Linked DNA regions of Mus musculus: all the other regions are linked to region 2. A link is a contact called in public Hi-C, HiCAR-type and HiChIP or PLAC-seq data. All regions are on one chromosome and are shown on one strand. The core of a region is the stretch at or near the end of the contact, and the rest is flanking DNA. Distances in the headings are between cores, read along the strand shown. Region 1 has its middle 26 kb from the start of Dab2ip. Region 2 holds the start of Ttll11 (tubulin tyrosine ligase-like family, member 11). Region 3 overlaps Dab2ip (disabled 2 interacting protein). Region 4 has its middle 14 kb from the start of Gm13446. Region 5 holds the start of Dab2ip (disabled 2 interacting protein). Region 6 overlaps Ptgs1 (prostaglandin-endoperoxide synthase 1). Region 7 overlaps Dab2ip (disabled 2 interacting protein).

Region 1 (2,742 bases), core at 183-2,682, 380 kb before region 2:
GGCCTGACCCTGGCCTTGGCCCTCTCCATCTGTCTCCCAGGAGGCCTGGGAGGAGAGCCTTAAGGAAAGCATCTTTCCGGAGGGAACCTGACCTCAGTTCCTGGGCAGACCCACACGCTGGCCTTGGACCTGTGGCTGGAGGCATGGCAGTTCCTTGGAAGGGGAGGGCTGACCAGTACATCTGACTCCACAGGGGCTGTGCAGGGCTTGATGCCAGTGGAGAGCTCTGCCAGGGCCGGAGGGTGCAGTTCCCCTCCAGTCTGTCCCCAGCGAATACCCCTGCTTTCACTGCTGTTACGGATGTGGGAGGCAGAGCTGGGGTGGAAACTCCTCACTCTGTCCTCTCAAGGTCCCATGAAGGACTCCTGTAGAGGTCTTCTTCTTTCTCCCTGTCTTGCTCACTGAGGAAAAGGAGCTCCCAGGCCCACAGGTCCTGTTCCTTCTCACAGAGAGCATCCTCCCTTATGTGGCTTAGAGACTGTTCATGGGCTGTGGCCTGGGCATGACATGGCATTGGAATACCTACCCTTTTGTTTGCTTTTGCTTTTTAGACAGGGTCCCTCTACAGAGCCGTGGCTGTTCTGGAACTCACTCTGTAAACTAGGCTGGCCTTGAACGCACAGAGATCTTCCTGCCTCTGCTTTCTGAGGGCTGGGATTAATGGAGTTGGCCACTATGCCCAGCTGGACACCTCTACTTTTTTCATGAGGAAGTGGATCCTTTTTGTAGCACAGAAGAGTCCTTTGGGTTTCCTGATGTAGGGCCCCTGTAATCTTCAGTGCTTGGGGAGGGGCAGTTTCTCTGGCTCTGTGTGACTCTCAACTGAAGTTGGCACCATGCCCAGTCACCTGAGTATGTGTCTATTCAGCTTCTGGACTGATATTCCTGAACCCACAGAGACCCCTGGGAACTTGGGAATCTTTGTTGCCCTGAGACACTACTCAGTTCAGCTGTCCAACTCAGTGCTTGCATGGGGGTCCACGAGGGCCTTCTGCCACTAGAGACCAAAGCCTCCCTCAGATCAGCTGGCCAGACTTGTCAGCGTCCACCTGTCTGTCTGTCTGTCTGTCTGTCTGTCTGCCTGCCTGCCTGCCTGCCTGCCTGCCTGCCTCACTGCTTCACTGCCTCACTGCCTCTCTCATCTTGCTTTCACCTTCTCCCAGCTCTGTTTCTCCATTAAGCTGGGGAGGGAAGGTACCAAACCTAGCAGGAAGGGGACAAATACAGGAGGCCCAGAAACACATTCAGAATAGTGATTAGATCTGGAGTTGGAGCAATGGCTTAGTAGTTAAGAGCACTTGCTGCTCTGGCAGAGGCCTTTTGTTTTGTTTTGTTTTGTTTTTGGTTGTGGGTGCATCTAGCTGAGTCCTGTCTGAACTGTGCTATCTTACAAGTGCTTTTAAGCAGGCTCAGGAATGCAGCTCAGTGGGGAAAGGTGTTTACTAACAGCGTGCCAGAGACCTGAACTCCACCCCCAGCACCAGGGGGTGGGGACGTGCTTGTAAGGGCTGAAAACAGTTGAGTCAAAACTAAATAATGTAGACCGATTCTGAGTCTAACCATCGGTGCCCGGAAGCCCACTGACCAAATCCTGTCTTTCTCCAGATTCAGGAAATAATCTGCCTGGCAGGATGGTGCGTGCCCATATTCCTGGCACTTGGGAGGCAGAGGCAGGAGGATCACTGCAAGTTCAAGCCCAGCTCAGTTTGTGTAGTGAGCTTTATCCCATCAGGGCTTATACAGTGGGCTCTGTTTGTAAAGAGAGAGAAATGACCCTCAGTGCTAACTGATGGTGGATGGCTTCCCAAAGGAGTGGCCCTGCCATTCTGAGGAGGCCAGGGGTACCTCTGAGTCCTCAGGCTGTGACAGGACAGAGGTGCTGTCTGGGATGACACCGCCAGCTTGTGTCCACTGAGTGTCTACTAAATGCTGATGCTATTGTGGCTCAGATCTACAGACTTTCCTGCTGGATCACACAAGGCCACGCTTTTGCAAGAAACTGAGGCATTTTTGTTGTTGTTGTTAGTTTGTTTGTTTCCCCTTTCTCTTTTTCTTAGCAAGGGTTTGCTAAGAATTGACCCGTCTTTACATTTGGGTAGCCTGTGGCATGGTGGTCTTGGTCATGACTTTATGAGCTCTGGTAATTCATCCTTGGTTTCTGAAATAGTGATTAAATTCCTTGATTTTAAACTGAGCCTTTTCTGGCTTAGGTGTGAAGTCCTAATAGGATAATGGATGGTTATCTTATTGACCTCTAAACCTTTGTGGGTTTGAAGTAACTTGATTTTCTCCCATGACAGGTCCCTGTTGTGTAGGAGTGCAGCTAGAAGGAGCTAAACAGGGGACCAGAATGTGAAATCAAAGTTAGCAGGGCTCTATGTACTGTGCCTGCCCCACCCTGTGTGCCAAATTTAGCACAGTCAAATATTGTAGACACCAAATCCTTTGGCTGGTCATTGTTTTGAACAAAAACTAAAGGTCCTTCCCGCCCACCCTTCGTCGCAGCCTTCCAGACCCTTCTGCTCAGATGGCAGGCTCCTATTTTGGCTTCTTGGGCCAGCTGCTAGAGGAAGTTGCTGGATCCTGGGCCAGACTCCCCTCCCTCCTACCCTGCCCAGCTGGAGGCCTGGCTGTCACTCTCTGCCTGGTCACCTCTGCCCCCTAGGAGACCTAACAGACCAGGTAGCAAACGCTGGCCACCCTTCCCCACCCGCAGCACCATTCCAAGGTGTTTAAATGGGT
Region 2 (2,869 bases), core at 101-2,600:
ATCTTTAGTGGACCAATGGTTTCTATGCTGTAAATAAAGTCAGCTGGCTTTATTTACTCAGCCAATGAAAATAGAAACCTCTCGGATTCGTTGGTGCTTTTGTCCCACCCCGTCCCTTAAAAGGTCTGAAATGAATTCAAGGGTGATTCATCTGCTCACACATGCTTTCACCCCCACTTACTGTCACCTGCTACATCCCCCAATCAGTGTCTGCGGTGGTGGTGATGGTGGTGGTGGTAAAAGATCGTGATGAAAGTAGGTTGTCATTTGCTGAAACCTTGTGCAAGCACTAGGCACTATGCTCCAAACCGGAACGAACCGGCTTCCCTTTACCGAGGTAAACGGGACCAAAAGAAGAAAAGTAGCTTGCTCAAGGTCGCACAGCTAAGTTGAAGAGTGTAGTGAGGCGCTGGCGAGCACAAACCTGGCCCAAGAGTGGCACTCTAAGCATGAAAGTTTACTAAACTTTAAATATCACTGAAATGCAGAAAGTGAAAGGTGGCCCCTGGCCCCGGGGCCAACAGAGGAGAAGACAGGACGGATAAACCAGGATCTACAGCTTGACGAGGCCAGGGCTGCAGACATAAGAAAAGCTGTAGGGGAGCAGAGCAGAGACGGGCTGACCTGACCTGGGAAGTGGCTCCGGGGGCCAGGCCTCGGGACGACCCCCCTGTGCCCACGCGCCGGGCCGGCGGGCCTCACCTCCTTCCACCTGAGCTGGCGAAGACTGATCTTGAGCGCGTCCAGGGAGGTGCGGGCCTTGGAGCTGTCCACGGTGACCGGCCGCATCGAGCCTGCGCTCCGCCGGTAGACCCGGCTCCGGCTCCGGCCCCGTGCCTTCACGAGCTGGCTCAGGGCCCGCGCCGCCGGCCTCGGCTGGGCCAGGGGCAGCGCTGGTGGCAGCCGCCGGACGACGCGGGCCTCTCCTTCCTCGGGCGCGTGGCGTCGCGTCGGGGTCGGGATCCGGCCCACGTCCTTGGGCTGCTCCTCCAGCTCCAGGCGCTCTGGATCCCCGGCCGCGCCAGCGTCCACGCCCTGCTGCTTCTCAGTCTCCGCCGGTAGCGACTCGGTCGCCGCTGCTGTCGCCGCCGCCGCCGCCGCCGCGTCCGCCTCCCACTCAGCCTCCGGCTTCTTCTCCGGGCTGCTGCGCCGCATGACGCTCAGGGCCGGTGCCGGCGCCACAGCCACCGCCGCCGCCGCTGCTCCGCCGTCCCGGCCCGCGACCAAACTGCCGCCGCCGTCGCCGCCGCCGCCGCCGCCACGCGCTCCCCGCCCGAGCCCGTTGCCATGATCTCTCAGGCCCCGGTTGACAGGGATAGTCGCCGCCTCGGGACGGGGCCCCGCAAGGGACAATCGCCTGCCGGGCCCGGCGACCTCACAAGCGAGCGCGTCCACGTGACCAGGCCTGTCACAGAGGTGGCGATAGCCATCTTGGAAGAGGGCAGCTTGTCACACATGCAGAGTTTCTGAGCACTCAGGGACTGGCTAGGAATGATTTATAGTGGGGCTGAGGGTAAAAGAGGTTGCGCTCCTGTCTCGCTCCCGAGCTTGGAAAGGGAAGGACTTGGGAAGAGCGGCATCTTCCTCAAACACGAGACTTAGTTTCCCCAGTCCTACTACATTCATCGACTCCTTTTCTGTGAGCCTCAGACTGAGGCTGGAGGCCACCTTTGTCGGTTTTCAGGTCTCTCCCATGAGATGGAGAAGCCCTTCAGATTCCTAGACTTGTAGAGGGCAACACTTTTTATTACAATAAAAACATATAACAAAACGTACTAATTATTTTTAAATTTATTATGTGTGTGGTGTGTATAATTTTGCCTACATGTATGTATGTGTACTATGCATGTTCCTGGTGGAGAAGGAGGCCAGAAGAGAGCATCAGATTCCCTGATGTGACCTGCTGCGTGGTTCCAGGAAATGAATGGCAGATGAGCCTTCATCTCCAGCCCTCATTTAATCTATTTTTAATTCACTCTTCAGTGGCATTCAGTGCATTCATACTGTGGTGCAAACCATCTCTACCATTCATCTTCAGAACTTTTCATATTGAAAGCATACCCATAAACTAACTCCTGGGATTCCCACCCCACAGCCCTGGTCACCACAAGTCTATTTCCCCCTTGAATCTAACTACTGGGGTACCTCTTGTTTTTATCTTATTTGGCTTCACAAGGTTTTTGTTTTTGTTTTTCATCATAGTGGGTGTCAGAATTTTACTCCATCATAAAGCTTACAAATATTCTATGTGTGCGTGCACAATTATTCTTCCATAGACCTTTCTGCGGACTTTTTGGTTATTTTAATCCCTTGACTCTTGTGACTAATAGTGCCATTAACATTCATGTACAAGTATTTCTTTGAGCCCCTCCTTTCAGTTTTTCATGGCTGCCATACTTTGTTGTTGTTAAGATGGTCTCTTTAGCAGGCCTGGCTGTCCTGAAACTCACTATATAGACCACTTGGTATCAAACTCACAAAGTTCTGCCTGCCTCTGCCTCCTGAGTGATGAACTCCTATACCCAACTAAGGTAGGCATAAAAATGTAGAGTTGATCTAGAAGAGGGTCCTCTCCTGCCTGAGGGAGCCACATTTGGGTTAACTTGAAAGTTTCAGAAAATGGGGTTAGAAAGTCGTAACAGCAGCCTGGACTGACCAGTGGCCGTGGTTGCACTTCAGTGAGTTCTGCCACATTTAGTTTTAAGGGTCCTGGGGGAAAATGGCCCCTCCTGCATTTCTCCAAAAGTCTTGTTTCCTTGGCCGGGAATTTCAGTGTGTGAACAAGCTGCCTCGAGGCCCACCCAGGTGTGGAGGCGTCAAGAACCTGTAGGTGCTTGAGGTGCTTACCCTGTGGCCCAGAACATCTGGT
Region 3 (2,713 bases), core at 158-2,657, 330 kb before region 2:
GTGACAGTAACACTGGTCAGGGAACATCCGGTTGACCAATGACAGTTGGGGCTGGCTGAGCTGGCTTGGCCCGATTTCTTCAGAGAGCTGGATCTCTACTGTGGCCCTTGGGGTCATTGGAGGACCAAGGTTTGGGGCCACAGCAGGCTTGTATCAGGAGAGGCTCAGGGTGAAAGGCTAGTGTGTGAGCTGACAAGTAGGGTTAGGGCCCTGAAGTCACCAGGCTGGGCCTACTAAATGGTTAGACCCTGCCATACTGAATTGCCTAGAGGTTCCTTGGGCCCCTTGTTAGCTTCTCCACCACTTTGGGAGGGAATAGGGGGGCATTCCAGGTGAGGCAGATGGTGGGTCAGGTTCTCTGCACGGGGTTCCAAGCTCAGCATGGCTGACTATACTGACTGTGGTGACATGGTAGAGGATCATAAACCTGTTCTTGGCAGGTCCATGAGGCAGACTGCAGTGGTGTTCATTTCCTCCTTACAGTTCCAGGCCACACACACTTTGCTTTCTAAGATGACTACATTGAGCAGAGTGGAAGGGCCCGCTGAAGCTCCTTCCTCCAGCACTTGGATGTGGAAGGAGTCATGGACCTTAATGGCTTGCCTGTGGCCAGTCTGTGCTAGCCAGTATCATTTTTTAGTCCCCTCCTTATGGATGAGGAATGATAGACTCAGAGAGGGGGCACACTGTGCTGGGTCACACAGTAAGGGCCAGAGCTGACATCGGAATCCATGCTCCCCTCTCCCGCTTTCCCTTGCTCAACACAGTGCCTGAGAGGTTATTTCTTTGTACCCAACCTGTGGTCCTGCAGGCCCTATCCCCTTCCTGGATCAGGAGCCTGGACAGAGGTAAGGTTCAGATGCCGCCTTCCTGTTTCCACTTTCTTGCTCTCTGTGTGTATGTGTTTGTGTGTGTGTGCACATGTGTGTATCCATTAGTGTTTGTGTGTGTGCACAAGTGTGTATATGTTAGTATTTGTCTGTGTGCACATGTGTGTATCCATTAGTGTTTGTGTGTGTGCACATGTGTGTATCCATTAGTGTTTGTTTGTGTGTGTGCACATGTGTGTATCCATTAGTGTTTGTTTGTGTGCACATGTGTGTTGACTTTGAGGTCCCTTCTCAGCTTCTCTCCCTCTCTCTCCCTCTCTCCCCTCACTTCCTCTCCCTGAGACACAGGCTCTCTCACTATTAGCCTAGAGTTCACTGGTGTCTAGGTTCACTGACCAGACCTTGGGCTCCTGGTCTTCTGCCTCCCCTCTTAAGTGCTAAGAGGACAGGCATACACCATCATGCCTGGCTTATACCGTGCTGGGAATCAAGCTTAAGACTGTGTGTAGGCTGGGCAAGCACTGTACCACTGAACCACATCACCCTCCACCCCTCATTCCCTCACATTTTCCTGCTGTGAATACAAAGTGATCACATGGCACTGGGGTTGGATTACAGATGTAATTACATGTGAGTTCTTGGGCAGGGATTGTTTCTGAAGCCAGGAGGCCTTCTGTGGAGGTGGCAGATACTGACATCTGTTTCGTACACAAGTCTAACGTCTCGATGAATAACTGCCTGTGGATTGCTTAGAGAACATCTTAGAGAAGCCACACCCCTCCCCCGCCCTAGTGCCTCAGATGGCCTCTAGTGGGAGCAGGTGGCTCCATTTCTCTCTCCAGCCTGGCATCCGGGCATCCAGGGCCTGGAAGGACTGCCTCAGCCTCTGACTTCGGACTGGTTGATCTTTTTGCCACCTTTCCATCCCTTGCTTTGGTCTTCCTGGGCAGACATTCTCTTCCCAGCTCCAGGATGTGTCCTCATGTCCTTCCTCTCTTCCGCTCTGTCACTAACGATTCACTACGTGCCTCCCTTCCACCAGCTGATCATGACCTTCTCAAGGGCAGGACTGGCATCTGATTCCTTGGAATCCTCAGCTCCTGCTGCGGGCACCTGCTAGGGGCTGGTGGAGTGAAGGGGAGTTGAGGGGGGCAACAGGGAGCAAATTAATTAGATGGGGATGAAGTGGGGAGCAGCTACCTCTTCAAATCTACGTCTGTGGCCACTGTGACTACCAACTCTGAGATGAAGGTCTAGCTGGCCCACCAGCTCCTAGGAGCCCCAGAAGAACATCAGCTCTTGCCCAGACTTTGTTTCTGCCTCTGATCCTTCTGAGGCCACGACTCCCAGGGCAACCTGCAACTGCCAGATTGTGGGAGGACAATTGCCCGTGGTGCCATCTCCAAGTGCGTCTGTTTTCCTAGTGGAAAGGCATGTAGCCACGCTGCCTGCTGCCCCTGGGACTCCGGGTGCTGCTGCCCTTGCAGTTTGGCTTTCTTGCCGCTCAAGTCAGAGATCCCCTGGGATGTTCCCCATTGGTTAGCACTTCTCCCGGCCTTGCTCCAGGGCTAGCCCAGACTGTTGCGTGTCTGGGAGGCTAGGATTATCTGACCATCTTTGGGTTAGCCACTGCTCTCAAAAGGTCTCTTTCATTTGTTATCACAGCAAATGAATTTCCACTGGTATGGTGGGGGAGTGTGCCCAAGAAATAGAGGGTTTAGAGGTTTGCTAGCTTCTAGAACAGCTTTCATTGCAGGAATGAGGAAACCAAGTCACAGAATGGCTAAGGTTCAGGGCCTCATGGTTGCGTTGTGGAGTGTGTACACAGGCTGAACTCAACACTGCTTCTTCTTGGCTGTGTGACCCTATGCAAAATTTTCCCT
Region 4 (2,700 bases), core at 74-2,573, 430 kb before region 2:
CAACATGATTCACACATGTCTACATATGTAAAATATTTTTTAGTTTCTGCTCCACTGTTAGCAAAGAGAAAAACAAAATTCAGAATATAAGTCATGCATGATATGGTCTTATTTGTGTATATATATACACACACACATGCATACTACATCATACCACACACACACATGCATACTACATCAATCATACCACACACACACACACACATGAGTACCACATCGTACCACACACACACACACACACACACAACACACCACATCATACCACACACACACATACCACATTATACCATGTGCACACACACTACACACACTATACACATGCACACACCACATCACACCTCACACACATGCATGCATACTATGTCATATCACACACACACACACACACACACACACACACACACCACATCATAACAAACACACACACACATGAGTACCACATCGTACCACACGCACACACACATACACACCACATCATAACAAGCACACATACACATGTACCACATCGTACACCCCCCCACACAAACACATACCACACCAACCACACACACACATACCACATTATACCATGTGCACACATACACACACACTATACACATGCACATACCACATCTCTCTCTCTCACACACACACACACACACACACACACACCCCACATTCTGTAGAAAAAGTGCTGAAGCTTACTTGACAAAGTGCAATCCATGTTTAACTTGGCAGGATAAGAGGTGATAATTCTGAAAAAAAAACCTGTCTATTTTTGTCACATATAGAATCCATGTCATTTACACATTTTCATTAGATATGTATTACCTAGTAATTGGCAATCTCCAACAGACCAATGATGTTGTTGTAGAAGTAAATTGAAAATACATCATGAAAGGCTGTATATAATCAAGTGTCCTTAGCTAGGCCTGGTGGCACAGGCCTGAAACCCCAGCTACTCCAAAGGCTGAAACAGGGGGATTTTGAGTTCAAGGCTGGCCTTGCTACAGAGTGAGTTCAAATCTAGCCTAGGCAAATTAAGGAAACTTTGTCTCAAATTTTTTTTCAATAAAAAGGAAAAGGAAAGTGAAAAGAGGGCTGAGAATGGAGCCCAGGGCTTAGAGCATGTTCCTGGTTGGGACAGCCATCCAAACAAACAAACAAACAAACAAACAAACAAACAAACAAACGTTATTCCTGGCTCCCAGTGGAACCGCCTTGTTGTGCTGGCCCACATCTGCCACACGGTGGCGCTGCTAGTCTGCCGGCTGCTTCCAGCCCCGGACCTTGGCAGGGAAGGGGTGGGATGTCTTAGTGAACAGATTTATTTCCTCAGCATTCTGCCGGCAACCTCAATAGGTGGTATCTGGAGTACAGACTCAGTAAGTCAGCCGTCCCCGTGGGTAGCTCCCGCTGCTGTGAGTCGAATGGCTTCACATCTCCCCATGACCAGCCTGGATACCCTGGTCAAGCCTGTATGGCCTTCAGGATCTGCTCTAGAGGTATAGAGTTTAAAGTCCAGCAGGAGCCCGATTTGTCGTGGCCCGTCTCACCTGTCACGGGAGTTAGCTGTAAGAGAAGGGGGTCTGTGGTGAGGTGGTTGGTCATGGCTCTCTGCACTGACCTCAGTCTCTGAGCGAGTGGTGTCTGCTCAGGGCCTTCCACAGCTCCCTACCACCCTCAGTCAAGTTCCAATGCGCTTCTGGCAATCAGCCCATGCTCCACCCCCTCGGACCCCTTTCTTCCCTTCTGCCTGTCACTGTCCTCATTGTTTCCATTCTTGCAAACGCTCTTTCACTTCCTGTAGCATAAATACTGCGTCCTTCTAGAATTCTCTCCAGCTCCTTCCCTTCCCAACACTACACTTGATTCGGGCCATATGTAGGGCAGGGCCCCATGGGAACCCAGAGCCTGTCTGCCTGGATCATCTCCTCTCTCCTGTGCCAGGACCTGGGGCACCCAGCAGGCACTCACATGTCCCTGCACTGTGTAAGAAGGCTGGAGAGCAGTCACTGGCGGCTGTGGTTGGAATGGGGGGCGCGGGGGTGGGGGGAGACTGGGGGGGCTGGGGGTGGGAGCTGGAGGACTGGGGGGGGGTAGGCCGGTGGGGGGAGGGGTCCTTTAGGGAAACGAGAAGACATGATAAAGGTACTGCCAGGGCCCCTGGCACACAGCTCTAGCTGGACCAGATTGAAGTCAACCACATGAGATAGGTCCCCATCAGCCTGGTCTCTTTTTGTCACACGCTACTGTCCTCCAGACCCCGCATGTCCTCCTGACTCACTGGTGATAGCTTCCAGAAAATGTCCCTGCATTCTGTCACCCGACTTTGTATCTTTTCCCCACCTGCGTCTCCACGGTCTATCTATCTCAGGGTGGACTCCATCACCCACCTGCCATCAAGGGCTTGGTGACTCCTAGGATCCTGTGAGGTAATTCATTCCCTGTTGCTCCTTGTCAGTTCCTCAAATGACATGCTGCAGCCATTCTTCCTGTCCCGAGTTCATTTTGCTCCCCCAGCCTGGGCAACCCCCTCTGTTCCTAGGGGATGAGTGTAAACTCCGTCAGTTTCTGTTTATACCACCTTTCTTCCAGGAAGCCCTCTCTGACTTGGTGTCACTCCTTGGGATTCCTGCAATCAGCTGAACCTCTTTGTCTTTGTCCTGTTGACACTATGTGGCCCTTGCTCATGCCCTGCCTTTTGATTGAAGATGGCAT
Region 5 (2,700 bases), core at 26-2,525, 360 kb before region 2:
TACCTAGGCTACCCTACCCCACTCGAGATTGCCGTAAGTTCCTCCAGTGTCTAGCCTGTCCCATTTCCCATAAGAGTTCATGCAACAACCGTTGGCCAAGACCATATGCCCTTGTACTTTTTGTGTGATCGAGGCAAGTCTCTCTCTCTCTCTCTCTCTCTCTCTCTCTCTCTCTCTCTCACACACACACACACACACACACTTGAGCACACATCTTTTAGGGCCTCAGTTTCCCCATCTGACTTGAACTGGTAGGTGGTGTGGTCTGAATGTTGCTTTGGGGAGAGGGGAGAGAAATGGAGGTTACCTAGGACCAGGAGGGTAGACCTAAGAGGAGGGGAAAAGGAGGCAGGCAGATTGCTGGCCATTTTAAGAGAAGGACAGAGATGAGAGCCAGCAGCAAGTAGGGTTGAGGGGGGGATGGGTGGTTGGCGTGAGGCTGCCAGTGATTTGATTTTTGCAAGATTTCTGTTGCTTCAAATACCAAAGAGAGATGGTTGGGTTTGTAGCTATTATGATCGGGGGAGCCATGGAAGTTTCTGGAACTGCAGAATGACTTGGAGAAAGTCTTTCAGCTTGTGGTAGTAGAGGCAGGTGGTCATTCCTTTCCCAAGCCTCAGTTTCTACTCCCACTGTAGGGTAGAGATCTTACTACCTTCAGAAACTCACTAATGCTACTAAAAATGTCAGAGGGGAGGGAAAATTCAGGCACCTCTGGTGGTTTATGTGGGGGATGGGGCAAAGTGGCTTAGCAAAGCCCTCTGGTTGCACAGGTGTGCCTTGTATTCTATGTGCGCTTGAAATGCACACAATAATTTTAATGGTATGAAAGTCATATTTTTATCAGATGGAGACTGCCTTCTGTAAAGAGTAGCTAAGTATCTTAGGCAACAGAGACAGGCAGAACTCCGACCTGACTGAGGGGTAGGTGCAAAGCTTTGTGGGGCGCTCTGGTCTGGCCATGTTTCAGTCCAGTCACCCCCTTCCTCAGACTCTAATTTCAGGTGCCTAGCCTTGGTGTGTATGCATATATACATGCACCACTGCACCTGTGGCGGGATAGGGTGCTCCAGGCACCCCAAGTTGGATATGGAGTTTAGACATGGCTGTTGGGTATATGCTGTTATTGGGGTTCTTCGGACGGGACAGGGGCACTCTCGGGCCGCGTCGCCCGGACGACTCCAGGCCAGGATTTTGCCCGCACTGACTTTCCGGGCGGGTGCCAGCCCAGCCTCCCGGTCCCGGGCCCCCGCCGAGGGGCCGGCTGCTCAGGGCGGGGCGGGGGAGGCGGCGGAGGAGGAGGAGTTGGAGCTACTTTGTAGGGCAGCCTTGGTCTTGCCTGCTGCTGCACCAGAGCGCGGGAGAGAGTGCGGGGCGCCCGCCGGGCGGTCCGGAGCGGCCGATGGGGCCCGTGTGAGCGCCCAGGCCTGGCCCGGTGCCCGGCGGGCGGCAGCATGTCCGCCGGCGGCAACGCCAGGAAGAGCACCGGGAGGCCATCCTACTACTACCGGCTGCTGCGGCGGCCCCGGCTGCAGCGACAGAGGAGCCGCTCCCGCAGCCGGACCCGGCCAGCCAGGGGTAGGCGCCACCCTGACCCCAGACCCTTAGTCCCTCGCAACCCCGCACCACCAACGGATGCTTTTGAGGCTCCTGTGTCAATGGGTGATGGCTCCTTATCTGGAGCTACCGTGACTGTCCCATCCCCATTGCCCCAGCTTCTGTAGGGTCCTTCCTCTTGGGGGAAAGCGGGGTCCCTAATGTTTCCCATTATATCAGGACCAAAGAGAAAGGGGTCGGTCTGATATGCAGTTCCTCCGTACTTCTGAGTTCCGAATCCCATTCCACTGTGCATCAGTTTACTCAGCGCGCAGGCCGTAGTAAAGTAGTCGAAGTGGATCCTGACTTGCCTCCACTGTCTGCTACTCAAGCTTAGCGTGCTTCCAGTCCTGTCTTGCTTCCTCATCTTTTGGATGGAGAGCTGAGTGGGCTTCCTGTGGGGAGAGCCAGGTTTGTAGGGGCCTGGAGCCACTCTGAGTGGTCCTTGGAAGGGTACTTCTTTCAAAATGGGGAGGGAGAAATGCAAGCCTTTCTTCGAGCCAGTAATAAGATCTTCAGCTAGAGAGGCCCTAACGTTTCATGCTGACTTGTGCTGGGCTGGTAAGTAAGTAGGGTCAGGGGCTCCACACAGAGACTCTGCCAGGCCTGGGTTGTGTAAGGCCATAATGCTTCGGTGGCTTAGGCCCACTGAAGGTGTCTGTGATGCAGAAGCTGCCTTAGTTTACATCCTAAGGTTATCTGGGGCATGGGAAGCCTGGCCCCGGCCCAGCCTCACCACAGGCAGAATGTGCCAAGCCTGCCTGGAGAGGTGTGAGAGTGGCCCCTTGTTTATTTTTTAGGTTTGGGTCAGTGAAGCAGGCAGGCTTTAGTTTACTTCCCCCCAGAATGGAGAAGACGTTCCGGCCCCAGCGGTAGAGCCAAGTAACAATGTACAGGGTTTATTTAGGAAGTACTGAGTTCCCTGTGCACAGAGTTCAAGTTTAAGCTGTCTGACTCTGCCCACAGGTTTGTAAACTTAGTTTGAGGATTCCCCAAAGCATGTGATATCCCGGCCTTTGCTGAAGTGGCCTCTGGCTAGTTCCTGTGCCTAGTCTAGGCAACCAGAGACCCAGGTTCAAGCATGAATCGCCTCATTTCCTGAGC
Region 6 (2,700 bases), core at 169-2,668, 270 kb after region 2:
TTGTCTGAGTCACTACCTCTGGGTACAAGTGGGCATGGCTGGTTCCAATTATAGAGGCTAATTCACCGGCTTCTAGAAGAGTTGGTCACTGGGGATAAGAGTAGCCAGAGGAAGGACAGGCTGATTCTTCGGAAGTCTGTATAGCCCAGACCTTTACCAGAGAGGCCAGGCCTGTGGGTAAAGCAGCCCAGCAGGCTGCAATGTGAAGACACTGTTAATCAGACTTAGGACTTCAGCCGACCCATGTTGACACGGCTGAGGTTGCCAGTCCTATGTCAACAGCACAAATGCCTCTGTTGTCCCCTTCTCACATGACCGGATACATGATCATATGGAAATCGCATAGCGATTAATAGTGCCTACAGTTTACAGTCGAGGAAAGTGAGCTTTAGTAGGACAAATAACTCAAGCTCAATTGACTCAAGCTCAGATGCCTACATACCGAGAAGCTAGGATTGGAGCCCAGTTCTGCTAACCGCAAGTCCTGTGGCTCCAGGTCAGTTTACTAAAAAGCCAGTTTATCTGTTGGCTGATTGGTCCAGATAACAGCTTCCTCTAACGATCCAGCTGGCCAGTTTTTATATTGTTCTGGAATGTTCAAACGTAAGTAATCTTTCTTGGCTGTTTGCTTTGTGTATAGCTGCTGCCTAAGGGATTAAAGGGAACCCCCTGCCCATGAGATTCTGACATATATATCAGCACACCAGAAATGTATTACACTTAAACAAATGCTTAGGGCTGGGCTCCCTAGCTGTGTGGGGCTTTCTTTGGCTGCTGCAGCAGCAGCAGCTGTCAGATGGGCTCTCTGAAGCCCTCGTCCCTCACTGAGAGCTTCAGAGAAATGACATTCCTCACTAATACAATGTTGTGCTTTTGTATCTTTCAGAGTTTCTCAGCTTAAAATTTTTTTTTGAGACTAAGTCTTTTCATTTAGACCATTCTGGCATCAATGCTGAAACCCTCTTGCCTCAGCACCTCTTATGCCCCCCAGTTCTGGGTTTACAGGCTTGGCTTCTCCAGACCCTTGTCATGGTCTGTAGGAGGGAGGCTACATCAGGGTTGGGAAAATGATTCTTTTTTTATCTTTTAATTTATTTTAGATATTTTGGTATTTTGGCCTTCATGTATATCTGTGTGTCATGTGCCTGGCTGGTGTCCTTGGAGGTCAGAAGAAGGCACCAGATCCATTTGAACTGGAGTTACAGATGGTTGTGAGCCACCATGTGGGTGCTGGGAATTGAACCTGGGTCCCTGGGAAGAGCAACCTGTGCTCTTAACCTCTTAGCCGTCTCTCTCTCTCTAGCTCATGGAAACCAGTTCTTGAATGACTCTTTTCCTGGGTCTAAGGCCTGCCTATGGAGCAGCAGTACCCTTGTCTGGGTCTCTCAGTCAAGTCGGAGACAGTTCTGTTTTCACATCCCCTTACAAGGACACAAAGCAGAAGTGACCAAGGGGAGTAAATGAACTCCAGCATCAGCAAGGAGAGGAGAGCAAGCACTTTTCACGAGATGTTCATTTCCCATGCATTGAGCTCTGCTGACCTTGTTTCTTATCTTCCCCTTGTAGGAGAAACCATCAAAATTGTCATTGAGGAGTATGTGCAGCACTTGAGTGGCTATTTCCTGCAGCTCAAGTTTGACCCGGAGCTGCTGTTCCGAGCCCAGTTCCAATATCGAAACCGCATCGCCATGGAATTTAACCATCTCTATCACTGGCATCCACTCATGCCCAACTCCTTCCAAGTGGGCTCACAAGAGTACAGCTACGAGCAGTTTTTATTTAACACTTCTATGCTGGTGGACTATGGGGTTGAGGCACTGGTGGATGCCTTCTCTCGCCAGAGGGCTGGCCGGGTAAGCTTGAGAGAAACAGAGGCATCAGGGGTGGGCTCTGGGATACAACAGACTTGGTTCAAACTCCCCAGTTTCTTCATCTGTGGAATGAACACTCTGTTACTTCTACAGGTGGTTGTAAACATCCCTGTGTGAATTCTCTAATTTAGGTGACAGTGCCAGGTTTTATTAGTTACTTTCATGTTACAAGGACAGAAACCACTCAAAGGAGGAAGGGTTTGGCTTATAGTTTCAGGGGCATTACAATCTGTCACAGTGAGGAGGCCATGGCAGAGTGGCCCAATCTGTTGTGGCAGCAGGAGCTCAAGGCAGAGGTTGTTCACATTACAGCAGAGCAGGAGACAACAAGTTGGGAACCAGGGGCTGAGCTGTAACCCTCAAAGGCTGCTTTCTAGTGGTCCACTTACTTCAGCTTGGCCTCATCTTCTAAAGGTTCCAGCATCTCCAGTAGTGCCACCATTTGAGGAGCTAAAATAGAAACTTATGGAATACATTTCAGGTTCAAACCATAGCACAGGCATCACACCAGATGCCCAGGATATATATGGTGATGACGATGGATGTGGTTCGTGGACCCTGTCCCTTTGACATTCATCACACAGAAGAGAAACAGTCCTGTGACAGCTAGCATCATTTGAGGACTTGTTGTGTATAAGGGAACATGAAAAGTGCTTTCTAATGTCCTCAGAATTCTAAGGACATGTTGAGGACCATAGCATAGAAAGCCATGGTGTCCTGTCAATTCTATGAGCCAGGGTTGAGTTAGGGTGATGGTAAAGATGGGCAGGCGTTTCCCATGGAGAGCAGTGAGGTTGGTTTTAGGGGATGATCCTGTTGTATATGGAGA
Region 7 (2,700 bases), core at 71-2,570, 300 kb before region 2:
GTTTTCGGAATCAGAAGTCTAAGAGGCAAGCTTGCTTCAGTGCTGGGTAAAGGGTGTAGAGGGCTTGCTGTACTTATCTAAGGTCCTGAGGCTAGTACAAAAGAACTGCCAGCCTCACAGCTCTTAAGTCCTCTGGTGGACACAGCCTATTGAGGACTGGCTGGCATCTCCTCTCGGCTGGGTTGGGTAGGCTGTTCTCTTAACCATGGGTAAGAACTACTGAGTGTCCAAGAGAGCACGACACATAGAGTCCTGCAGCATCTCTAGGTCCCTGGCACTGATGACACAGATGTGCAAGTGAAGCCTTCATGTGGGCCTGGCCACTGCTGAACTAGGCCAGAGGTAGAGGTTGTTAGACCCAAATCCTTGCCCATGACCATTGTCTCTGTAGCTCCTGAAGGGCAGACCTCTCATAGACAGCCCAAGTGCCAAATACACACATTCATTGAGCACCTATTGCATACCCATTGAGCACCTACTGCACGCCGTGTACCGTGCCAGGTGCTGGGATAATAACTCTGGCAGGGCACTTCATGCTTCCCACGGCTCCTCTGGATCTCATTAGGAGGTTGAATCTCTCCAATTGGATATTTATTTTCTTGTTTTCCAAGTAAGGAGACTGAAATAGAGAGGAGAGTGGCTTTGAGGTGACACCCGCAGCCACCAGCAAGGAACCAAGCCCATCCTGAGCCTTGACCTCTCCCTGGGTTGAGGGTATACTCTGGGGACTCGCAGCTGTTTCTTCCCAAAACTACATGCTGAGATGGAGTTTCAGGAAGCCAGGCCCACAGAGAATCCGTATCCAGGAGAGCAGGACTCCTGGGGCCACAGGAAGCACCTGCCTGGTCCTTGTCTCCACCCAGCAGGAATTGGTTGTTGGGGACAATTGTCTGTGTTTGGGGCAAGTCTGAGGTAGAAGAACAAAGAGAACCGCCTCTGCCAATGCAGCTCTGACCTTGAAAACCCCGTGGAGCTTCATTTAGTGGAAAGAAAGAGGGAAGAATTGGTTACCAGCTTCAAAGCAGGGCAGGCGTCCTGCAAGCAGCATCGGTGGAAACCTTGCCTTTGTGAGTTCTTGCTGTTGAATTCTCTTTTTCAGCTTGACAGAAGTCCTGGGGATCTTTGTTTGGCTTGGCCAGAGTTGCAGAGATGCCAGGATCACTGCTAACCTTGCCTGGACACTCCAAAGGCCTAGCCTTTAAACAAAGGTCATACAGTGAATGATCTCAGAGACCTACACACAGGCTGAACGTTACCAACTCATATGTCCTGCTGTCAGAGTACCCACCTGTGGGAGGGGCCTAGGATCGAAGTGAATCAGTTTGTACTGGCTGGGGGCAGGGCTTTGCAAGGAAGCAGTGTTGCAATCAGGATATCCTGGGCGGGTAAAGCTGGGGCTGACCTTATTTATCTGCCGTTTTAGTCTTTATCCACACACATTGGCAGGTCTTTGCTGTGTGTCAGAACCCACTGTGACCCTAGGAGAGGGTTGGTATGTTGTGGGCCCTGCTTTGCCCATGTGACATAGGAACCCTAGCTGAGGCGCTTCACAGCTGTGGTGACAATTTCAACAGTTTGTAGGGTTGTGTCCTTCTGGGGTCAGAGATGGCTGCTGGGCTTTGGTGGCAGAACTTTGGGCATGGAAGAGAAAGTTCTAAACTTGGTTTTTGTGACATTTGAAAATTTCGCATCTTTAAATGTTGGCAATTGATTCAAAATTTAAAAATGTCATATACTGTGTGGTTAAACAAAACATGAATGTTGACCAAATACAGCCTGCCCTCCAGTAAGAATCCTTTATGGTATGGTTGGCTGGAGTCCAGGAGGCTAGACGGCACCAGGCCAGGCCTTCTCGTAGAGGGGCAGGGCAGAAACAACGGAACCCGCTACCGTTTATTTAGTAGACTGTGCTTGCCCGGCTGTGAGCTGGCTTGGTCCCAGTGGTGTGCAGTGCCACCCTGAGAGCTTCTAGCCATGTTCACTGCCCCCTGGGTACTTCCCCAGCCTTACTACATAAATGCCCCTTTGGCCAGACAAGGGCCCAGAGAAGAAAAGTGGCTTAAGAGACTCCCTGGTGATACCTGTATCTTGCTCTTAGGCAGTGGTGCAGCTACACAGCTGTGGGATGATACTGTCCACACATGTGACCTTGCTGCTGTTAGCACCTGCCAACAGGGCAGGGCAGGCCCTTCCTGTGCTGCTAAGGAGAGCCTTCTCAGGGACCTTGTGCCCCGTGCTCTCCACCTTCCATTGTAGGTTCCTGCTTCTCAGAGCCTAGATCACCTCTGGCCTGGCTAAGGCCTGTCCGGGCCTGTAGGCATAACTTTCCCTTTTGTCTTTCTCCATTGGTTGTCACACTTTCTGTAATCTGTGTTTGATTTACAGAAGATCACCTGGTGCCTGGTCCTTCAGACTGTCCTCCAGGCTTAAGAAACTAATTATTCCTATAGTGTATGCGAAGCCTTAGGGCTAGAGTCAGAGGCAGCTGACCCTCAAGGCATCAGACTACAGACTATAAGTCATCAACAAATTCCCTTACTATATAGAGACTACCCATAAGTTCTGTGACTGCAGAGAACCCTGACTAATACATTGGTGGAACCCCTACAGCCAGGTTTTCATCCTCAGTGTGCGGAAGCAGGAGGAGAATGGAGAGCACCCCACCACTGCCCCTGTATGGCCTTGAAGGGTCTACTACTC

Evidence for each region. Hi-C and Micro-C count contacts between places; a contact is called where the count stands out from the background. HiCAR-type assays count read pairs that join an accessible place to other places. HiChIP or PLAC-seq counts read pairs in DNA pulled down with a chosen protein or histone mark.
Region 1: an H3K27ac HiChIP or PLAC-seq map of extraembryonic endoderm stem cells shows a contact between it and region 2. The contact joins the enhancer-like site here to the promoter of Ttll11 in region 2. A contact is called at or near these places in 2 of 39 promoter capture datasets (hippocampal neurons and neural stem cells), 2 of 484 Hi-C or Micro-C datasets (bone marrow-derived macrophages and cerebral cortex) and 13 of 115 datasets of contacts at active chromatin or transcription factors (the SCID.adh cell line, astrocytes, bone marrow-derived macrophages and 10 more).
Region 3: a contact with region 2 is called in a Hi-C map of the N1E-115 cell line, with 4 times the contacts expected there. The contact joins the enhancer-like site here to the promoter of Ttll11 in region 2. A contact is called at or near these places in 5 of 39 promoter capture datasets (3T3-L1-derived adipocytes, the C10 cell line, HPC-7-derived erythroid cells and 2 more), 1 of 15 datasets of contacts at CTCF or cohesin (large pre-B cells), 3 of 484 Hi-C or Micro-C datasets (the N1E-115 cell line, embryonic stem cells and neutrophils) and 11 of 115 datasets of contacts at active chromatin or transcription factors (the 230-238 cell line, bone marrow-derived macrophages, effector CD8 T cells and 7 more).
Region 4: a contact with region 2 is called in an H3K4me3 HiChIP or PLAC-seq map of embryonic basal ganglia, with 5 times the contacts expected there. The contact joins the enhancer-like site here to the promoter of Ttll11 in region 2. A contact is called at or near these places in 16 of 39 promoter capture datasets (the 3T3-L1 cell line, 3T3-L1-derived adipocytes, the C10 cell line and 9 more), 2 of 15 datasets of contacts at CTCF or cohesin (large pre-B cells and pro-B cells), 4 of 484 Hi-C or Micro-C datasets (bone marrow-derived macrophages, cortical neurons and nephron progenitors), 20 of 115 datasets of contacts at active chromatin or transcription factors (the 230-238 cell line, the SCID.adh cell line, astrocytes and 13 more) and 4 of 9 other capture datasets (adipose tissue, embryonic stem cells, liver and 1 more).
Region 5: a contact with region 2 is called in a HiCAR-type map of embryonic stem cells, with 4 times the contacts expected there. The contact joins the promoter of Dab2ip here to the promoter of Ttll11 in region 2. A contact is called at or near these places in 5 of 39 promoter capture datasets (HPC-7-derived erythroid cells, hematopoietic stem and progenitor cells, hippocampal neurons and 2 more) and 9 of 115 datasets of contacts at active chromatin or transcription factors (the SCID.adh cell line, bone marrow-derived macrophages, embryonic basal ganglia and 4 more).
Region 6: a contact with region 2 is called in an H3K4me3 HiChIP or PLAC-seq map of bone marrow-derived macrophages, with 6 times the contacts expected there. The contact joins the enhancer-like site here to the promoter of Ttll11 in region 2. A contact is called at or near these places in 5 of 39 promoter capture datasets (the C10 cell line, cranial neural crest, liver and 2 more), 1 of 15 datasets of contacts at CTCF or cohesin (the NIH/3T3 cell line), 19 of 115 datasets of contacts at active chromatin or transcription factors (the 230-238 cell line, acute myeloid leukemia, bone marrow-derived macrophages and 12 more) and 3 of 9 other capture datasets (adipose tissue, liver and pancreatic islet).
Region 7: an H3K27ac HiChIP or PLAC-seq map of epiblast stem cells shows a contact between it and region 2, with 2.8 times the contacts expected there. The contact joins the enhancer-like site here to the promoter of Ttll11 in region 2. A contact is called at or near these places in 1 of 484 Hi-C or Micro-C datasets (embryonic stem cells) and 3 of 115 datasets of contacts at active chromatin or transcription factors (bone marrow-derived macrophages, effector CD8 T cells and epiblast stem cells).

The regions. Positions count from the first base shown.
Region 1 is chr2:35,594,484-35,597,225 of GRCm38.p6, forward strand. It overlaps a transcript of Dab2ip not described here. Among named protein-coding and RNA genes, the nearest start is that of Dab2ip, 26 kb to the right of the region's middle. Within about 2 kb of position 1,433, at least 26 of the 459 cell types and tissues checked have an H3K27ac peak or open chromatin away from gene starts, as enhancers often do. A contact at or near this core is called in extraembryonic endoderm stem cells, where this site is marked.
Region 2 is chr2:35,978,470-35,981,338 of GRCm38.p6, forward strand. It overlaps Ttll11 (tubulin tyrosine ligase-like family, member 11), which reads right to left and starts at 1,351. Exons shown (of 10, transcript NM_029774.3): 1 at 703-1,351. The coding sequence starts at 1,155.
Region 3 is chr2:35,650,019-35,652,731 of GRCm38.p6, forward strand. The region is part of intron 2 of Dab2ip (disabled 2 interacting protein); the gene reads left to right. Among named protein-coding and RNA genes, the nearest start is that of Dab2ip, 29 kb to the left of the region's middle. Within about 2 kb of position 1,408, at least 5 of the 459 cell types and tissues checked have an H3K27ac peak or open chromatin away from gene starts, as enhancers often do. A contact at or near this core is called in the N1E-115 cell line, where this site is marked.
Region 4 is chr2:35,543,583-35,546,282 of GRCm38.p6, forward strand. No RefSeq gene overlaps it. Among named protein-coding and RNA genes, the nearest start is that of Gm13446, 14 kb to the right of the region's middle. Within about 2 kb of position 1,324, at least 44 of the 459 cell types and tissues checked have an H3K27ac peak or open chromatin away from gene starts, as enhancers often do. A contact at or near this core is called in cortical neurons, embryonic basal ganglia, embryonic limb bud and 1 more, where this site is marked.
Region 5 is chr2:35,620,706-35,623,405 of GRCm38.p6, forward strand. It overlaps Dab2ip (disabled 2 interacting protein), which reads left to right and starts at 1,276. Exons shown (of 16, transcript NM_001114124.2): 1 at 1,276-1,578. The coding sequence starts at 1,455.
Region 6 is chr2:36,243,478-36,246,177 of GRCm38.p6, forward strand. Ptgs1 (prostaglandin-endoperoxide synthase 1) reads left to right here. Exons shown (of 11, transcript NM_008969.4): 9 at 1,567-1,853. Among named protein-coding and RNA genes, the nearest start is that of Ptgs1, 14 kb to the left of the region's middle. Within about 2 kb of position 1,419, at least 56 of the 459 cell types and tissues checked have an H3K27ac peak or open chromatin away from gene starts, as enhancers often do. A contact at or near this core is called in the NIH/3T3 cell line, bone marrow-derived macrophages, liver and 1 more, where this site is marked.
Region 7 is chr2:35,679,136-35,681,835 of GRCm38.p6, forward strand. All of the region lies in intron 3 of Dab2ip (disabled 2 interacting protein), which reads left to right. Among named protein-coding and RNA genes, the nearest start is that of Dab2ip, 59 kb to the left of the region's middle. Within about 2 kb of position 1,321, at least 195 of the 459 cell types and tissues checked have an H3K27ac peak or open chromatin away from gene starts, as enhancers often do. A contact at or near this core is called in bone marrow-derived macrophages, embryonic stem cells and epiblast stem cells, where this site is marked.